Linked DNA regions of Rattus norvegicus: region 2 is linked to region 1. Evidence: chromatin contacts called from public Hi-C data. All regions are on one chromosome and are shown on one strand. The core of a region is the stretch at or near the end of the contact, and the rest is flanking DNA. Distances in the headings are between cores, read along the strand shown.

Region 1 (7,747 bases), core at 2,285-4,784:
TGGTGCTTATGGGTAGGGTGTCCTTCGTTCTGAATGTCCATGGAGGTTCTCCGTTAGATGGTGGTCATGAGTCTGAGGAGTAGTTAGCACAGAGGTGAAGTGCCAGTCTCAGATCAGAGAGGTCCATGATAGCAGGTGATAGCTATCCCCGTCACTTGAGTGATGTGGCTTGGTGTCATGTTACTGTATTCTTTACACTGTATTCAGAGTATTCATCAGTAATAGTCCATGCTCACCACCTTTATTTTATCATCTGGCTTATTGTAGAGTACTCTCATTATTACTGAAAACTTTGTAGCTTTGGGTGGAGAAATTCTTGCAGGCCGATGCTTCTGCCTTTTTGATGGACTCATCTTGTTTCTTTCACCTGCTTGTCCTCTGATGCTCTAAGACTCCGCCCTACTTCCTTTCTCTCACGAGGTCTCAACTATGTAGGCCAGGCTGGCCTCCTGACGGCTGTGGTTAGAGGTGTGTGCCACCCTGGCTGGCCGCAGTTACTGCTCTGAGGGAGCAGCATTGCTTGTCTTCCCAGCACAGAGCAGAGAACCACATTCCCTGGTTTGTGGCCCCTTCCTTTCAAAGGCAGCAGTGGCAGGTTGAGTCTGTAACCTTTTGTTTTGAAACTGAGTCCCTTCCCCTTCATCTTTTCTACTTTTAAGGGCTATTATGATTCTTTCTGTTCACTGATTTTCTAGTCCTAAACTTAGCTGCTTTGTGACCTCTGCTGCCCTTTGTTTGTAATATAACATCAACTGTTCGAGTGTTGGCGTGTGGATATGTTGAGGGATTTGTCGTGGTTCTGCCTTCCAGATTGTAATTGCTAGCATAGTCTGGGTCCTGCAAAACTAGTGACATACTTAGCTTGAGAATTTGATAAAGGTATATATAGATAATAAAATACCTAGAAAATTGATCAATAGTAAATCTAAAGCAGGAAAACCCTTTTGGCCTGTGTTAGAATGGAACCCCTAAATTATCCCCAAAATGAGAAGCCTCATCTTGCCAACAAATGCCCTCAGTGAATTGTTTATTTTTTCAGTGTCAAACAAGAGTGTATAGCATCTGCCAGGCGGTAGGATAATTTCTAGGATAATCACTATGCTGTACAGTATAGTGGGATGTGCTGTGTGTGCATTTTTGGGTTTGTTTTCCTTCACAATTTTGTGGTTTTTCAAATTGGGAATTTTTTTGTAAAATTGGTTTGCTTTAGAAGATGTTCACTTGCTTTGCCTTTTGTTATGAGTATGGCGCCTGCGAATCTAATAGTGTAGGCATCTGCCCTGGAGGACAGGCTGTGATGTGCGTTAATGGTCTCTCACTCAGGTTGCTCTCAAAAGCCAGGGCTTTGTGGAAATTGATGTGCTCAGAAGAGGAGTGGAGAACATTTGTGAATTTCAGGATGGTGGTGCTCCCCTGACTTGGTCTATGTGACACTTAGCATCTTGACTGAGGTTGGCATTCTGGGAACTGTAATTGCTTGTTAATTAGTTTCTGGATTTATTTGTAATTACAAGCTATATAACCTGTAGTCAAGCACCCGCTCTGTCAGCACTGTCTCTCAAGGTCTTTCTGAGAGTCTTCACATAAACTCCGCATCTCACTCCTCAGTGAACTGGCCATCTTCAGGTAGCCTGTCTTGGTTTTATCCTTACCCCCTGCTCAGGACTGAAAATACCATTGCAGGGAATGCTGGTCTACCTGCTTTGGATTCTGGTGTGTTGTTCTAGTTTCTAGTGCTACAGAAGATACCGAGAGGGATGGTATTGCATTAGCAGATACAGAGACAGCCATGATAATGTCTAAGCTATCACCGAGGTTCAGTCTGAGAGGATTAGATAAACAGTGCAGATGTTTTATGATTCGTTAAGTGTAGGCCATTTGTGCTAAAATGAATGGATGGAAGAAAAATAATGGGATATATGTATACTTCTTATTACAAAAGGATGCATTAAGTTAAAAATACATGGTGGTGGTGTATGGTGATGATGTACTCCTTCAGTCTAAGAAGACTTTTTTTTTTTTTTGCTGTCTAAGAAGAAGGGAAGATGGTAAAGGCTCCAGGGCAGGGATCACAGCCCCGTAAGAGATGTAAGAGAGGTTGGGTTGATGTAGCCATTTCCCCTGTATTTATTCACGTGTTTGTGTGTGTGTGTGTGTGTGTGTGTGTGTGTGTGTGTGTGTGTGTGTACTTGTGGATGACATTGTGCCTATGCAAATAGAGGCAGTCACTTCTCTCCTACCATGTGAACTCTGGGGATTGAACCCAGGACCTCAAGCTTGGCTTCAAGAACATATACCTTCTGAGCTGTCTTTCCAGTCCTAGAATATACTTTATAAATGTGAGTGTGATATAAATAAACATTTGAAGAAACTATACAGCTTTAAAGAGCCAAACATTTAAACAGTTGGGCATGTAATCTGAGTAATGGTTCTTGGAGCATTTACATAAGTTCAAGAGCATATTATTGGAGAAAAACTGTTTAGAACACAATTCACAATGATTTTATAAAGGTTTATCAGTATTTATGTTTTTTTTTTAAATTTTGTATGTCCCTGTGCATAGGTGTGGACTTGTGAGTCCAGTTCCTGTGGAACTCAGGTGTCACATCTTTTGGAGCTGGAGTTAAGAGTGGGCGTGGTCTGCCCAATGTGGGTGCTGAGAACCAAAGTTAGGTCCTTTGAGAGAGCAATAAGTTTTCTTAGCCACGAAGCCATCTCTTCAGATCCTTCACACTGATCTAAAACATGTGATGCTATACATTTAAACCAGCACAGTAAGGATAAATAACATGCTGGGAGACTGGGCATAAGGACATGTTGTTGTGAGCTGAAAGCCAGCCTGAGCTACAAAGTAAATCTGACTCGGGCTTGGGCTACACTGTGAGATGATGTCTCAAAACGGAATAAAAGTAATCAAACGAAAAGACAAGAAGAAAACGAACTAAAACATAGCTTTGGGACCAGCCCTTCTGTGTCTGAAGCCTGGCTTCCACTCACTTGCATCTCAAAAGTGTTATTAGAGATAGTACTTTTCACCTGATTCATAGTCGTCTTAAGAACTAATGAAATGGTCAGAATATTACCAAGTACACTGTCAGCATTCACCAAATGTTGTTTCTATAATTGTACTGTTTATTCATAAAATAGCTGGCGTGGAAAATAACCATTAGCAAATATTAAAAACAAAAGTATGGTTGTTGAAATAAATCAATCATTGGGACAAAAGAGAAAATCCTAAAAGCTTGAGAGTGGGCAGGCTATTGCATGGATGAGGTTGGGTTTGGCTTCTTCCTGGCTGCTAGCCGCATTGACCACACTGAGGGATGAAAGGCTGTGGGAAATGTTCTGAAATTCTGAGGAAACAGTGATTTGGAACCTCAAATTCTATTTTTAGTCAAACCAGTTGAACCAAAAATACATTTCAGGAATGTGAGGACAGAAACAATTTTCAAAAAAAAGTATTAACAGAAGGGCACAAGCAAAGAGGTCGGCAAACTTGGGGTCAGATCTAAATATCAAAACCATTTCTGCCAGGTTTAGGAATGTGATAGAAAAGTAAGCTCTTTGGAGCAGTCAGGTGATTCTTACAAATCTGGTAACAAGGATGGTAGGAAGCATACATCTTGGACATTATTATTACTTAACTTTGTAAAAATTGAAATTAAATTTAAACTGGAGTCTTTTGGTTTACACTGTGATAGAAATAAGATCTGTTTTGGTTGGTGGAGATTAATAATTGAACTCAGTATTGATGGCGTTCCACAGTTCAACAGGCTTACCAAATACAGAAAGCTGAAACACGCTAAGAAAGAAAATGGGATGTGCTATTTCCAAGCCAGTCGAGCAAAGGTCAGTGGACTGTCTGCCAAGGGGCAGGGCCGTGGTTCATACTGTGGGCCATGCTGTCCCTGTGGCAGCCATGCTGTCCTGTGGCACCTAATGCTCGCTGACATTGTTAAACAGAAATAGTTATTGATCATATAGATGAACAAATGGGATGCCTGAGTTCTAGGGAAACCTGGATTTTAGAGCACAAGGGAAGGGGCACAGAAAACTTAATTTCAATTAAAGACAGAAAAAAGGGGAGGTGTAACAGAAATAACAGGAAACATGAAAAATGTCCAGAAAAACATACCTGTAATAAAATGATTGGAGCAAAGATTTCTAGGAGAGATAAGAGATTCTCAGGTTGGACTTAGCCTGAGTTTTAGGGAGGCAGGAGGTAGGTAAGCCACAGCACATCTGTATTCCAGAACAGCACTGCTTGTTTGCAAGGCATTACTACCCTTCATCCCTAGCACCAAGATGAGTGTTGTAGTTACCATGTAAGTGTTAGAGAGGAAGACTCTCATGGAGATCATGGAGACGGACCCATGCATAGGCTGGCAAGACTGGGCCTAGAGTTAGAATCAGGATCAGACCTGTGGCTCAGCTGCAAGAGGTTTTGGCCTTTACTACAGATGCCATCTTTAGTGCACAACTCACAGTGTTTACTTTTCCAAGGTCCTAGGGAAACTGTGAGAGAGATATTCAGTTGGCCTGAGAGTTGCTGTGTTGGGCCTATGCTTCTCATTCTTTGTGAGCCTTTTACTTAGGGTACATAGGCTACCCTAAGTTAGGCGTCTTTTATAGAAGCTCCAAAGGCTATGGCCAGGGAAAGATCAGCAGGCATCTGAAACACAGATCAGCTCATCAAGGCTACCTTTTCAGCACTAAGGTGGGTCTGCCTTTGAGAAAGGCACTGTGCCACATATGCACTCCAAGGAATGTGCATAGCAGATTCCCGTTTCATTTAAGTAAAATCTGAAGTGACTACCATTGAAAATAGCATTGCATTTAGTTTGAGAGTACAGAAAAGAAAATATTATAGAATTCTTGTGAGAAAATTGTTGACTTACCACTTGGTAAATGGTAGTACCTTGAGATAATAGTGGCAAGCTATGGCTTAAAGGAAGTTTTAAAGAATTTAGGCAGTGATAGCTTTGATCCCAGCACTCAGGAGGCAGAGACAGGTGGATCTCTGAGTTTGAGGCCAGCTTGGTCTGTAGAGTGAGTTCCAGGACAGCCAAGGCTATACAGACAAACCCTGTCTGGGAGAGGTGGGCAAACAAGCAACTCCAATACTTCCAAAATTAGTACTAATTAAATATATGGTATGTCATAGAATGGTTATTATAAATAGAGTAAAAAAAATCAAGACATGAAAGTTATCTTTAGTGCTATGTGGACATTGCTCTTACAGTTTGTGCAAATGCTTCTCATTCTTTTCCAGGCTGGGCCATGCAAGTTGCTGCCTTTATCTTTATTCATAGGAAGTGGAAGGATGATAAGAGCCATTTTGAAGACATGGTTGACTATTTCTGTGCCATCCATGAACCACTACAACTTCTCATCTTTCCAGAAGGAACTGACCTCACAGGTAACATAGCCTGGGTTTGGGCCACAGAATTTAAGAACGCAGAAACCACTAGTCAAATCTTCTACAGAGTATATATCAACAAAGTGGATGGGCAACCCCTGAGGTCACTCAGTTAATGGTACCCAAGCCTAACCTGCTGGTACAATCCTGAAGTTCCAGCTACTCAGGAGAATGATGCAGCCTGAACAAGTTGGTGAGTCAGTGCTCACAATACAGAGTAACGAGATGGCTGGGGATAGCGCTCACTGGTGCACTGTTGGGAGGCCCTAAGTCCAGTTCCCAGTATCATGGTGTGAGGGGAAGACCAAAAAGAAAACAAAATTTAAAATATAATTTTATTATAAAAATCCTTACAAATAAATAAAAGTATCACACAGTCAAATTACTGAGACTGAAAATATATGTCAATGAACATTTAAGTCAATTCAATACTGTTAGAATAGGTGTTCAGAATGAAAGCTGAGAAGCTTTACAATAATTTGACACTTTCATTATCAAATGTATTTTAGACAAGTTATTTTAGTGTATAAAATATATTTGATATTGAGTCAGATACAATGTTCATTCTTTGAGAATTTCATACACGAATATAGTTTACTTTTTAGTATGTCTACTCCCCACTCCTCCCTTTAATATATCTTCCAGATCTACCTCCTTCCCAAATCAAAAGCTGTGTGTGGTAGCTAAGCCTGTTTGGGAGCCCAGTACTTGAGAAACACAGGCAGGAGGATTGTCACAGGGTTCTGTCAGCCTGAGCTCAGTGAGCTCCAAGCCCACGTAGGCTGGTGAGTAAGGCTATCTCAGAAACAGTTAGTAAAGCAGACCAGCCAGTCACTGCCTCTCAAACCAGGACTTCTGTTCCAATTTATTGTGAATTGAATTTATTATGGGCTACCACAAGAGGTCATTATTTTTCATGGTCATCGTTCTAGAGCTTTATATTTTAAGCCTTAGAATATATTCTTCAAACATCAGTTTCTATCTTTACATAAACTAAAATTCCAAAATTATATTGAGGTAGAGTTCACCTCTTCTACCTAGTCTGTATGTTCTCTTCTAAAGTATTATTTATCCTGCAACCCCTTTGTCTTTCAAGTAGTTCTCCATATAAGAAAAGAATCTAAAGTTAACTAATTTTAGATCTCATGACCCTCCACTGATACTCAAATATCTTCCTACTACAAAAGAAGCTTTGTCTCTTGAGAAAAATCATCTATACTTGTGTTGGAGATGGGACACAGAAGAGCATATTCAGAACCTTTCTACCTCAGCAAATGAAAGCAAGATTAATAAAACACCTTATAGTCTGTCACATATACCAAAGTAGTGTTTTCCCAGGGCAAACATAGCATGGATAAATGTAGAACTTTTCCTGGTGGTTTGTTTGGCAGGCAGGGGCAGCTCTGTAGAAAAAGGTCAAAGGGCCTTTCTAGAGTGAAATAAGCCATACCTTCAAAGGGTGAGTCAGCAGAATGTAAGAGCGTGGTGTGGTATGCCGTATAAGGGAACACAGACCTAAGTGGGCATAGAATGAAAGCCAAAATGGACAGGTTATATGGCAAAGAGGAATATAAACTTACCTTCCAAGACCTGTAATGCTGAACTAAGAAGGGTGGCTCTTAAGTTCACACTATGGGCTAACAAAAATATCTCCAATTTAGAAAAAGTACCATTTAATTTAAAAACGTTTTTAATTATTAGAGTTAAATTCAAATTTGGATTTTTAAACCTTAATACAATATTTTATGTTCTACTTTAAATTCTGAATCTAATTGGCTTGCATATTTTTAGATTAGTGTGTTTCACGGCTTTACATATATGCGTTTTCTTCATATACTATAACTGGTTATACCGTCCTGATAAGGGAAGAAGTATGTACTGGGAAAGTAAACAGCACTGAAGTATACACAGAGGTCGCTGTACTCCTCAGCCTGTGAATGAACAGCATTTGAAGTTTTGGTTCATTTTGCTCATCATTTGGTCCCGGGTTCTCATGTACATGCTTACATTCATGGGATATGTGTGTGTGCGCACACACACACACACACACACACACACACACACACACACACACACACACTGGCTCCTTTATAACCTTGAAACCAGCAAAGAGAACGTGTGTTTGTCATTTAATTTCTTACTTATATTGTCATCTATCATTTGACCTTTGAGATGATTGTACAGCTGATTGTGTATTGTGTATTGTGTAAAGGTAGATTTGAGGAGAGGGCAGAGTTTGCTGTAAGGGAGTGGTTCTTGCCACAGCAGACCTTGCAAGTTCAGATTGGGCCAGTGTTGCGTTCTGGGAAGAGGAGCAGTTGAAACCTA
Region 2 (7,747 bases), core at 1,360-3,859, 95 kb before region 1:
AGCAGTTAAGAGCACTGACTGCTCTTCCAGAGGTCCTGAGTTCAAATCCCAGCAACCACATGGTGGCTCACAACCCTCTGTAATGAGATCTGATGCCCTCTTCTGGTGTGTCTAAGATAGCTACAATGTTCTTTCATAGAATAAATAAATCTTTAAAAAAATTTAAAAAAAGAATTCCAGTACATAGACTGCTCAGATACAGTTAGCAAGATACATCATGTTTACTTAAATTTGAACTTCTGACAATGAAATAAATTAGGGCAATGAAATAAATTAGGATAAATAACATGTTTACAGTAAAAAAATGTTGCAAGGCTCATAGTCATAATAAAAAGTCACTTGCTTGGTGACACAGACATATAATCTCAGCACTGGGAGGCTGTTTACATAGAAATTTCAGGCTAGCCTTGCTAGATAGCAAAATTTTACCTTTTTAAAAGTTATTTTTTGGTTGTCTGATATGCACACAGAACTGTGCACCCTGTATCTTATCTATCAGCCTTGCCAGAAAGAAGTGAACAGACATATTAATGGGAAGAAAATTATTAACCAAAGAAATCAATAAAATTTCCCCAAATCAAAGGACCTAAGCACCCAAATTTAAAAGGTTCCATTAAGGGTTGGGGATTTAGCTCAGTGGTAGAGCGCTTGCCTAGCATGCGAAAGGCCCTGGGTTCGGTCCCCAGCTCCAAAATAATAATAATAATAATAATAATAATAATAATAATAATAATAATAATAATAAAAAGGTTCCATTAAATAGGCAGAGAAGGTCATTTTTAAGGGCCCAAAGGATGGCACTGGATTTCTTAACAGCTGATAATTTCTTTTGAAATTTGGTGAGACAAACAATGCTATATTCAGAAATGCAAAATTCAGAAAGCTCACCTCTCAAAAACCTCTTGTTGGGAAGTCTACTCCATCAACTTTAAAAGTAAATGGATACAGCTTAGTAAAATACTTGATTACCATGAAAAAAGTTGTAGGTTGGATCTCTAGCAGTAAATAAAACTAGGAGTGGGCTGCATGACTCCAATCCCAGAATTTATGAGGTGAAGCAGGAGGATCAGGAGCTCAAGGTCATCCTTGGTGACAGAGTTGAGTTCAAGGCCAGCCTAAGCTACATGAGAACTTTCCTCAACATAATCGACAAGTTCTTTCTGTCCTGGTAAAATGAGCCAGTTCAAGCCAGATTAGTTTATATTCAATGAAGGTTTATTGGGGAGCTGTTCTCGAGCAAGCGAGTTCACTGGCCCCAAGGATGGAGGCCGGGGAAGTCACCACAGGAAGGAGAAGAGAGAGGGGGGTGGGAAACGGAGTGGGGAGAGAGAGAGAGAGAGAGAGAGAGAGAGAGAGAGAGAGAGAGAGAGAGAGACAGAGAGAGAGAAACAGAGACAGAGACAGAGAGACAGAGACAGAGACAGAGAAACAAGACGTCTGTATTATATAGGGAAGAGCGTCTGGTAGCAGAAGGGCAGCCCAGTCTCTGGGCTGGAAAGTCCAGGGTTGGGGGCAGGGTATGATACTCAGTAGGGGCTGAAGGATGCTGGGAGAACCTGGAAGCCAGATCTGCTTTGATATATAAAATATGCACCTCAGTCCCTTGTCCTAGGTGGAAACCAAACCATAATAAACACAGCAGCAACAATAACAACCACAAAATAGATCCAACGAAGAGTAGATCTACATCAGGATACTAGCAAAAAAGATTCAGGAAGAGTTTTCAGTGACATGTGTACTTTGAAGCTGAGAAATGAAAAGTAGTCAGAAAAGATAAGCAGAACAAAAGGATGACTGGAGGGGCAGCTAGTAAGTTAGATACATTTTCAAAGCTTACCAAAAAAAAAAAAAAAGCAGAAATTTATTCGTGGAAAACTACAGAACCATAAGATGAGGCAATCATAAACTCAAAGAAAACCATAAAGCTATTCAAAAACTTTTTAAAAGCATAGTTGTTGATCCTGTATTAATTGTGTGTGTGTGTGTGTGTGTGTGTGTGTGTGTGTGTGTGTGTGTGTGAGTGATGCTGGGGATTGAGCCCAGAAATTATGTAATAGGATGAATAATTAAAATTATTAAAGTTGGATATGGTGACACATACCCACAATCCTGGCAGCAGGAGGATCACTGAGAATTAAAGGCCAGTCTGGGCTTCATAATGAGACCCTATCTCAAAAGACAAGCAAACGGGCTGGAGAGATGGCGCAGTGGTTAAGAGCACTGATTGCTCTTCCAGAGGTCCTGAGTTCAAATCCAGGCAACTACAAGATGGCTCATAACCATCTGTAATGAGATCTGATGCCCTCTTCTGGTGTGTCTGAGGACCGCTATAGTGTATTTATATATAATAAATAAATAAAATTTTAAAGAAGTAATGAAACAAAAAAAATTGGAAATTACCCTGGGTAGCATTTTGTGAAACAGAGAGTGAAGAAATGCATCAGGAGATGGGCGGGCGGGTCCAGCTCCTGCAACCACTGTAGTGAGCAAGCAAGGAGAAGTTAGAGAAACAGAGCCTCTCCTTATGTGACCTTTCCCCTCAGCTCTGTCTGAACGTCACGCCCCTTTCTACAAGCCCCGCCCCCTTCCCTTCCAACACTGTTGAGATCCCTTTTACTGTGGCTTAGCAACTGCAGGAATCTCCAGGTGGTTTGCAGCCAAGCGCGCTGTCAATATCCAGGCAGGCCCAAAGCCAAGATAAGGGATTTTCTGGGATGCTGTTATCTAGATTCATTGCTGCTAGTATTCACAACCGCTACCATCGCTCCTGACACAAACACGAGCTTTATGCCTGCCATCTTACCAACTCGCTCCAGCGCAGGCAAAAGCATTTCCTAATTTCTAGACATCAGCACGGGGAGCCAGCATTTTCTGGTCCTGTTCATGGCATTTTTGCTAGTTATTCCTAGTCTCTGTTAATCAAATTCTTTCCTCCTTTTGAGTTCCTTCATTCCTCTCTTGCCTGTGCTGTTGACATTGGCTGTAGCAATGGAATTTTCCAGTTTCCTAGAAACTGTAGCAGTTTTAAGGGTATGGCTCCTCCATAAACTCTTTATTTCTGTTACAGCCTGGGCTCTGGAGCTCTGCATGAAACAAACATTTCATGAGATACAAGGTTTGTGTCTGAGTAGACAACGCCATCCAAAGCACCAGTTAGCAAGGAAAGCCCTCCACACTGTCAATCCGTTTAGTTTGTTCTAATTTATAGTGCTTGGTTTGTAAATAGCTGTGGGGGATTGATGGCAGCAAGAGTGGACACGTGGGAGTGGGGATAAATAATAGTGCAAGAGGACCATTTAAGGCAATGAGACATGGTTAAAAGAAAAGGCAGGTTACAAATCACTAAATACACGGCAATGACCCCATTTCTCTAAATACATGTCTATGCGTGTGTGTGTGTGTGCACAAAGCCAGAAACATTAAACAGCGATTTTCTGAGACTGAGGGATTTATGAAAGATTTGTGCTTAATTTCTGCTTGCCTAGTTTTTTCCAAACAGACATGTGCTGTTTTGTAACAATAAGAAAAACAAGTTATTTAAAACATAAATAAAAACTGCAAGATTCTGGGCAAACACCATATGTTTTGTCTGAATTCCACAAACCCCTTTATGATGGGCCAAGCGCAGGCCTCGTTAGTAGAGGACTAGGGACAGGGAGTGGAAGCATTCATAGGTGGCAGCAGGGGACTTCCAGCCTAAAGAGCTAGCAGATCCATGAGCCTTATAAGAAACTCACCAAGGAGGTGATGCTGAGAGCTGCTAAAACCTGACAGATAGATGTTAAAACTGTGCCTGGAAACTGGAGCCCCACATCCATTGACATTCGTGTGCATGTGCCCACTGAACACCTGTGGCCATCAACATTGTGTTGAGCAGCAGGCAGATGGGACAGATGGGGTGGGGGGAACCCCTGGAAGCAGCTGTTACTCAAGCCTTGCTGGCTGAGGACGCTGCTTAGTCAGCATGGCTTAGGATCTGTCTCCTAGTCCATCTGAGCTGTTCTATATACAAAGGATGGTGTGGCTCAGATGTCTCCTCACCTACCCCGGTCTACTGCTCCAGGTGCTGCTGGCTGGGACGCCTAAGGCCACATTACTGGTGGTGAACATGGTCTCTAGCAGGGTGCCCTTCCTGGTTAATAGACTATAGCTTTTACTTTGTGTGTCTTGTCTCCCCTCTCCCAGGCTGGCCTCGGACTCACTAAGGATGAAGTGTAATGAGGTCTCCTGTGTGATGGGAAAGCACTCTTCTGAGTGAGGTACATCTTTAGTGGCCCCCAGTTTTTAAATCAGTTTGACAAAATAATGGGTTTCATTATGACGTCTTCAACCAGATGTTATTGTACCTTGCTTTACACACACACACACACACACACACACACACACACACACACACACAGAGAGAGAGAGAGAGAGAGAGAGAGAGAGAGAGATTCTATTTCAGTTGGAAAATATGCAGTATTTTGTTTTCTTTCCTCTCACCTCATTTTCCCTTCCACATTCATGGTGTGTGTGTGTGTGTGTGTGTGTGTGTGTGTGTGTGTGTGTGTGTGGTACTTGTGTGTACTTATTTATATATAAACCTAGATTCTGCATCCGAGAGGAAACATGCAATACTCATCTCTCAGTCTGGCTTACTTCACTTAACACACCAATCTCTAGTTCCAGTCATCTTCCTGCAAATGACATAATCTCATCCTTCTCTGGGGCTGAATAAAGCTTCCTTGTATATCTATCACATTATCCGTCTATCTGTTGATGGGCTGAATGGGCCGGGGGCTCCTCCTGTGACTGCCCATGAAGGAATCTGGGGTGGAAGCTCTTCAGAGTGACTTCGGTAAGTACACTAATCCGCTTCACAAGGTTTGCACGCTCATTGCCTGGTTACTCCCCGCAAAGCCCACCTTTAAATCCGTCGTGTTGGGGATTAGATTTCATCACATGAACGTTGAGAGGACAGAAGCACAGAGTCCACAGAAATCTGGGGGTGCAGGGTGGTAGGCGTAGTTATGCTGTGTAGAGGGACTGAGAGCAATGCTGCCACCACCGCTGCCGCCTCAGCTGACGCCGCCAAGATGCAATGGGGACTCCGTTTCCTTCACAGAGCCCAACATCAGCCTGCACAAACCAGCTCCTGCATCATATTTCTGTCTTGGTTAAGAACCCGTTAGCTAGAATGACTGTTAGACTTTATTTTAAACAATTTCACAAGGTTATATAATGCACGAATATGCAAAGCTCTTTACCGGACGCCGCGTTCACTGTGATTTCGAGAGGAGGATAAGGCAAGTACTATTATCTCCTCTTCACAAGAGAATAAATTGAAGCTTAGGGGAAGTAATTGTTACTATTTAGTATAGTAATCGAGCCAGGGCTGGGGGTAAGCTATCCTGACCTTCAATCTCAAACTCTTCCCCTTACATTGTCTCATATTCATTTCTTCGCTCTCCCGCTGATTCAGCCAACCTCGGTTGAACTTAGAAGCTTATCACAAGCAGGTGTGTTCAGGAAATCAGGTGTGGACCCCAGTAATTACAGCCCAGTCTCCGGCCTAGGTCAATGAGTCTCCATTTGGAAGGCACTTAGAATTGCCTGGGGAGGTTTTAAAAGGTACCATAGCCAGATCCCATCCCTGACCAACGCCATGCTATTTTAAAAGCTCTGCAAGTGATTCTAACATGTAGTGAAAGCTGGAAACCATGGCTCCTGTGAACACAAACGTAGTCGCCACCTCAGTTCCTCTATGAGGCAAACAGCCCCAGTTGCAATGGTTGAGAATCAACTGCTTCTAGCAAGGGCTCTTCTGGTCTTACACTCTCTGAGTTGAGAGGTTCCTCTTTTTTCCATCAGATTGTCTCTGAACGGTGTGTGGCTTGTTGACTGTCCAGGGTGATGACTTGGTCATTGTTCAAGATACCCAGTGTTCTGGACAGCAGCTAGGGGCTCTCAGATCCCTGTGTAGATTCAGGATAGAGCAATGTGGTCTGTTTAAGAGCCATGCTCACTCCTTGGTATAGTCGGTATAGTCTGAGTTTCCATTATGCAAATAGAAATATGTGAGTAGAAACGAGAACCAGGAACTTAGAGTAGGTTTCAAGAATCCTGCCCAAGTACATGCTGTAACTGGCTAGGAAACGGAATCTTAGAGAGGGGAAATGACTCGAAACGATTAGACAGCAATGCAAAACAGGGCACGATTCAGTGCCCTAGTATGGCTGCAGGCCACAGCTACCTTACTCTCCTGGTGCTTGTGAAGGTAATGTTTCTCACGCATCCCAGGGTAGAAACACTTTTCTTTCCAGGTTGATTGATATTTGAATTTTCCTTTCCCCTGAGACATAACTGGAACAAATTTATAAGCCCAATTAGGTGGACTAGTAAGCACCTCTCATCTCCTAGGTAGACTCAGAGCAGCTCCATGAGGTTGGAACTATATACTATTCTCATTTCACAAGAGGGTAAAACCAATCCCCTCACTTGCAGAGTTGGGAAAGGCTGCGGAACTCAACGGTACCCGGCTCGGTGTGTTATAGTTACCATTTCTGAAACCGTGAATAAATCCACAGTCTGCCTTTAGATCCACAGTTTGCCTCCAGATCTATGGGCTATTGTTTTTTTGATCGTGAATTAAGTATTGGCACATCTGCCATTTTCTTCTTTTTCCTTGCTGATCATCTCTTTAAATTCTTAACTATATTGACGTGAGGAAAACAAGCTGCGTATGATTCCTCAGGTGGGAGAGACCAAAAGGATCGCAAATGGCTAAGTGGAGTAGGTCACACCTGTCAAACTTGGGAGTCTGCAGCAGGCAGAAGATTGCAAGTTCAAGGCCAGCATGAGCTACATAGTGAGGCAGACCTGATCTCAAAAACACACAAATAACAAGGAATTCCAAGATGAATCCTACAGCTATCCCATCTGATCAGAAACCCAAGGCAACCCCAGCAAAGATGAAGCAGCCACAGTATCTAGTGTTTGTGCTGGTTAACGTTTACTCACAATTTGATGCAACCTGCAGCCAAATGAAGAACTCCCTCAATTGGGTAGCTCTGTGGCCACGTCAGTGAAAGATTGTTTTGATTGGTGCAGGAGGGTACAGCTTCCTGTGGGTGGCACTGTCCCTGGGCAGGTGGGCAGGGCTATAGAAGAAAGCTAGCTGAGCAGGCGCCAGAGGGCGCCAGTGAGCAGTGTTCCTCATTGTTTAACGCCCGCTTGCCTTCCTGCCTCCACTTCCTCCATGTACTCTTGTAACCTGGAAGTGTAAATAGACATGAACCCTTACCTTCCCCAGTTGCTTCCGGTTAGGGTGTTTGTTTTGTTTTGTATTTAATCACACCAACAGAAAGGAAACTAGAATAGTATCCAATGGAAAACTCCAGTGTCGACTCCACATGAAGAACCTTTTTCAAGACATTTCCAATCAAATCTGGGAATAGAACATACAGCCTTCGAAACACATGAACACATACGTGACAAATGTTGAACACACATAAATGACGTTCTCTTGCATTGGAAGGAAACTTTAGCAACAGTTTCTGATTTGGTACACTGTCAGTAATTTCTCAGGGAGAAGCCTATTTGATAGCTCCACTCAGTGGCTCCCCTTTCCCCCTCCCCCACCCCCAAACAAAATAGCCACTCGCTGTCCTGAAACTAGCTCTGTAGATCAGGCTGGCCTCGAACTCAGAGATCTCCCTGATTCTGCCTCCTGAGTGTGAGTCTCAGAAAGTCTGGCTGACCAGTAGTC

The links. A called contact is a pair of places that touch in the nucleus more often than the background predicts.
Region 2: a Hi-C map of liver shows a contact between it and region 1, with 3 times the contacts expected there. The contact joins two enhancer-like sites. A contact is called at or near these places in 2 of 12 Hi-C or Micro-C datasets (kidney and liver).

What each region holds. Positions count from the first base shown.
Region 1 is chr6:28,044,553-28,052,299 of GRCr8, reverse strand. It overlaps Lclat1 (lysocardiolipin acyltransferase 1), which reads left to right. Exons shown (of 6, transcript XM_039113081.2): 4 at 5,273-5,419. Among named protein-coding and RNA genes, the nearest start is that of Lclat1, 77 kb to the left of the region's middle. Within about 2 kb of position 3,534, at least 8 of the 93 cell types and tissues checked have an H3K27ac peak or open chromatin away from gene starts, as enhancers often do. A contact at or near this core is called in liver, where this site is marked.
Region 2 is chr6:28,138,548-28,146,294 of GRCr8, reverse strand. All of the region lies in intron 1 of LOC100912066 (a long non-coding RNA gene), which reads right to left. Among named protein-coding and RNA genes, the nearest start is that of Lclat1, 17 kb to the right of the region's middle. Within about 2 kb of position 2,609, at least 13 of the 93 cell types and tissues checked have an H3K27ac peak or open chromatin away from gene starts, as enhancers often do. A contact at or near this core is called in liver, where this site is marked.